2 separate regions of the Mus musculus genome follow, and region 2 is linked to region 1. A link is a contact called in public capture Hi-C data. All regions are on one chromosome and are shown on one strand. The core of a region is the stretch at or near the end of the contact, and the rest is flanking DNA. Distances in the headings are between cores, read along the strand shown.

Region 1 (2,521 bases), core at 8-2,507:
TGCACACTGCCTCCAGGGAACACTGGAGCACTGAAAACATTTCTGCATCACAGGTGAGATGGAATTCTTCCATCTCCTTTGGAAGCACAGGCAAGTACATCACTGGCACCTTTCCAATTATTCATTTCGGTTTTTTCATTCATTAACATTCGACAGATGATGGTGATGTACTGGGTTTTCTTCTAGGAGCTGAGCATCCATTCAAAACCAAAGTCCTAACTATAGAAACTGCAGCTGGGGCCTGTGCACTCCTTAGTCCCTGGGAGTTCTGGGGAGGTCTGTGGGAGTAGGTGGGTGGGTGGGTGGGTGGAGGAACACCCTCACAGAAGCAGGGGAGGGAGGATGTGATACGGTGTTTCCGGGAGGGAGGGAAACTGGGAAAGGGGATAACATTTGAAATGTAAATAAAGAAAATATCCAATTAAAAAAAAAAAAAAAAGAGCCGGGCGTGGTGGCGCACACCTTTAATCCCGGCACTCGGGAGGCAGAGCTATACAGAGAAACCCTGTCTCGAAAAAAAAAAACAAAAACAAAAACAAAAAAACCAACCAACCAACCAAACAAACAAACAAACAAAAAAAAAAAAAAAAAAAAAAAAAAGAAGAGAAAAGAAAAGAAAAGAAAAGAAACTGCACCTTTACCCTGGGAAAAATTTACAAGAATGAATTCACAGCTACAAAGTCATATGGTTATCCATTTTCTGTCACTACTTAAACACCTTAAACTAAATTATATACTGGTAGCTATCTTAGACTAGAGGGACCATAGAAAGACAGTTAAATAAAAATAACAATGAAAATATTGGAGGCACAACAGTTCTCCTTTATCTACCAAGGATGTGTGTCCCCAGGACTCCAGCTTAGCCTGAGTTTGAACATCCTAGACTCTAGAGCTATGGTTTTACCTATACATACATACAAACCCATAATATGCTTTTGTTTTTCAAATCTGCATAGTAACAGAGTGACTAAAGCAGCACTAAAGTATAAGAACAATAATATGATATGACAAAATTAGCAGGATGACTATCTTTAAGACTATGAAGAACAAAGCAAGGATTACTTTGAACATAAGCACTGCCTCTGCTGGAGTTCTAGTTTCATCACTCTCTTCTGTGACCCTCGGGATCTAACAAGGCACTTCACATATACTGGTCAGCGTTCCAGGCTGGACACACAAGTACTGTGATACTGCAGCAGTTGGTCTGCTAACTGAGATGGCTACTGAGTAACCAACAAGCAGGTGGCATATACTGCCTGGATACTCTGAGCCATGGGATGTATCACATCCTGTTTAAGACAGACCAAGATGATATGGGATCTCATTACTGTTCTCCTCCAACTTTTTTACTAATAGTTTTTGGACCACAGCTAACTAAGATTAATTGGAACCACAGAAAATATGACTATTTTAGTCAATGCTTACCAGAAAAAAAAAAAAAAAAAAGGACAAAAACCTAACCCTTAAGAAGGCATTTCTGAGCCAGGCGTGGTGGCGCACGCCTTTAATCCCAGCACTCGGGAGGCAGAGGGGCAGAGGGGCAGAGGGGCAGAGAGGCAGAGAGAAAGGCAGAGAGGCAGAGAGGCAGAGGCAGAGAGGCAGAGAGGCAGAGAGGCAGAGAGGCAGAGAGGCAGAGAGGCAGAGAGGCAGAGAGGCAGAGGCAGAGAGGCAGAGAGGCAGAGAGGCAGAGAGGCAGACAGGCAGAGAGGCAGACAGGCAGAGAGGCAGAGAGGCAGAGAGGCAGAGAGGCAGAGAGGCAGAGAGGCAGAGAGGCAGAGAGGCAGACAGGCAGACAGGCAGAGAGGCAGAGGCAGAGGCAGAGGCAGAGGCAGGTGGATTTCTGAGTTCAAGGCCAGCCTGGTCTACATAGTGAGTTCCAAGTCAGCCAGGGCTACACAGAGAAACCCTGTCTCAAAAACAAAAAACAAAAAAAAACCCAAAAAACAAACAAACAAACAAAAAAACCAAACAAACAAAACCCCAAAAAACAGAATGCATTTCTGAGTCCTTAAAAACGGTTATAAAGATGATGAAGTGTAGCTTTTCACAGTTAATGGTTTCTGGCAGGATAGAGGCAGGGGAGGATCCATTTTTCTTTAAGGGGCTGCCCAGTGGGAGTTTGACCATGCTCTAAGGAGTATTTGGGCAATACACATTAGACTTGGTGTGTTTTGGGAGGGGTTGGGGTAGGGGTGCAAGGGAGAGGGGAGGAGGGTAGACCTGGGAGGAATGAGAAGCAGTGTGATCAGGGTACATTGTATGAAATTCCCAAACACTAAATATATGTTGTCGGGTGGTGGTGGTGGTGTCTCTCTGAGGATATCCTGAAGAAACAAAATGCAGAAGACATGTACTGCAGACACAGGTAATAACTAGTGTGGTGCCTCTCAAGTGGGAATGATCATCCTCATTTCAGAAGCAGAAAGTATCTTTAATGGAACAGGCAAGAAAAGATAAGAGAACAGACTGGAACGTTCTGTGAGGCTTCTTAGGCCAGAGATTTTATTATGAATGAAAATTT
Region 2 (2,521 bases), core at 15-2,514, 520 kb before region 1:
TAAAAAGCTTTGTCTTGATGTTTAGAAACGCTGCTTCTGGTGTGAAATAAGAGGCATGTCCTCCATTTCTAATTTCAGGACTTCGGTTTTCCTCTTGCTTCTGCATTAGTATTGGCCATGTATAGAACAAGGACCAAGATGGACAGCTTCACAGACTCTGAGGATCTCATCTTACTTGGGAAAGTGAGGTCTAATCAATATACCCCACATTATTCATCTCTCCTCAGTCCTTACCACAATAATTAACATACAGATTAAGGAGCTAAGTTAGCAGATAAAATATATCACAATATTCAGTCTATACGTTATATATCAAGGTTGAAGACCCACAAACCCCAGAATCATTAGAAAAGCTTGCCTGGTCCTGTTTGCAATCAGGAAGCTCTGACATAAGTATTTCTGCCAAGTGTACAACCCCCTCAGTCTCCTAGATATACCGTACCATTTTGTCTTCAGTTTTGATTTTAATTTTTGTTTGTTTGTTTTAATTTTTATTACATTTGTTTACCTAGTTTGTGTTGCAGTAAATCTCTCCAACCTAATTATGCCCCAGCAATGAAAACACAACACAGTTTATATGAATACATGCTGTGTGCCTTGATTGGGCAGATGTATAGCTATACTACCATCTTCCGCATCTATGAGAACCCTTAGAACTTGCAGTTTCTCCAGGCCACGTGCTTCTGCTCTGCTTTTCTTCTTCTTCCTCTTCCTCTGTGTCCTCTCTCTTTTCCATTTTCTCCTTCTTCTCTCCCTCTCACCTTCTGCCCCACCTTCCCTTCTATCTACCCAATCCTCAGCTCTCCTTTATTTTACAAATTAAGGTGGGAAGCAGGTTTACAGGAAATCACCTGAGTGGTGACTCATTCCTTGTTCAAAGCCACTCACAGGAGAATGGAATTAACATCAAATATAATTAGCCCCAGAGCTATCCACCACGTTTGTGTTTCTGTGTGCATGCAGATGCATGCATATGAAAGAGAGAGAGAACAACACAGAGACAGAGTATAAGAGAGAAAAACGTGTGCCCTGGCATATATCACCATCAGAGAAAAACTTGTAGGATTCGATTCTCTTCTTTTACCATGCGGATCCCAGGGATTATACTCAGGTTACCTGGCCTGGTAGCCAACATCTTTCACCACTGAGCCATCTCACCCACCCTTGTTTTGGTTTTCTTGAAGCAGGGTCTTATTATGTAACATAGGCTGTCCTAAAACTCACTATGTGCTCCAACCTGGCCTTGTCTTGAAATTCTTCTGCCTCCACCTAATGAATGCTGGTATCACATGCATAAGCTACCATGCCTGGCTTACCACACCACTTAAGGGACAATCACCTAGATCCCAGGCTGAGGACAGACTAACATCCATATATTTCCACGTGCATTCATGCCCTTGTGAACATTTCAGCCTGTATCTCCATGGCAACAAGACGAAAAGAATGTGTTTGCTGAGTCATTGGTCTTCCTTCCCACCGTGTCCACCAAAGGAGCCCTAACCTTTCTCTCCACAGTTTTCAACAGAAATCTTGGAGACTTCTACCCTGAGGGAAGAACTTGTCTCTCGCCATGGTATAAGTGCACGTGATACTCTACAGACTCGTGTTCAGGGTGACTGCAGATTCTCATCTCCCCCTCCCTTCCTCCTCCAAGTCCAACGCCCCAGTATCATTCCAGCTCTTTAATAGACTTTCCACTATGCACTTTCAGCATTCCCTACCCTCCCCCACCCCCCATTCCCAGAGTACTGGCTAAGCAGATCCTGATGAAACAACAAATTCCTCCCTCTTACAAAGCCCCTTAACCATGCTCAGGCCATCCCCATATCTAAGTCTCAGGTCCCAATACCCATAAATGCATTTAACCTGGAACTCCCAATGGTCACAACTGTCAAGAGAATATTTCCCTATGTGCAACACACAACCATAATTGTCTTCTAAACTCCAGAGAAGAAACAGAAATCAAGGATTTGGAAGCTGGGATAAAGTAATACAAGGGGAGTGAGAGATTAAATGAGAAAGCTCTGTGGGACCAGCTGGGGTGGCGCAGAGGAAAGGGAGGCCAAAGCAGATGTTCTGTTGTAGAGGATGAGACAAGGGGAATTGCTTTGGAGGAATGAAGAGAGAGGTGAGAGTATGAAGTTTTTATACCTGCTTCCCTGGCAGGAGCTGCCAATGTGTCTTCAGGGAACGCCTGCTGGAGTTGTGGGATGGGATAAAGCAAAGAGTTGGGGAGGAAGGTTAGGAGAGGAAGATCTGTGGGATCCACTAGAGATGAGGTGGGGGAAGATTGTTATAGGAATTCTGATGTAGAGATGGGGAATTGGACTTGGAGAAATGGAGCGAGATGTGAGGATCTGCAGTTAGCCTAACAGTTTCTCTGGCAGGAGTAGCCAGTGTTGGCAAGGAGTGCCTACTGGAGTTGGGTATTTGGATAAAGCAATGCATGGGGGGAGAGTGGTTAGGAGGGAAGATCTGTGGGATACACTGGACATGGGGGCAGAAGGAGAAAGGAGGCTGC

What was found. Capture Hi-C pulls out chosen DNA fragments and counts their contacts.
Region 2: a contact with region 1 is called in a capture Hi-C map of embryonic stem cells, with 5 times the contacts expected there. The contact joins two enhancer-like sites. A contact is called at or near these places in 1 of 39 promoter capture datasets (cranial neural crest), 1 of 115 datasets of contacts at active chromatin or transcription factors (stem cell-derived neural progenitor cells) and 1 of 9 other capture datasets (embryonic stem cells).

What each region holds. Positions count from the first base shown.
Region 1 is chr7:107,253,692-107,256,212 of GRCm38.p6, reverse strand. No RefSeq gene overlaps it. Among named protein-coding and RNA genes, the nearest start is that of Rbmxl2, 46 kb to the right of the region's middle. Within about 2 kb of position 1,257, at least 4 of the 459 cell types and tissues checked have an H3K27ac peak or open chromatin away from gene starts, as enhancers often do. A contact at or near this core is called in embryonic stem cells, where this site is marked.
Region 2 is chr7:107,769,929-107,772,449 of GRCm38.p6, reverse strand. No RefSeq gene overlaps it. Among named protein-coding and RNA genes, the nearest start is that of Cyb5r2, 13 kb to the right of the region's middle. Within about 2 kb of position 1,264, at least 8 of the 459 cell types and tissues checked have an H3K27ac peak or open chromatin away from gene starts, as enhancers often do. A contact at or near this core is called in embryonic stem cells, where this site is marked.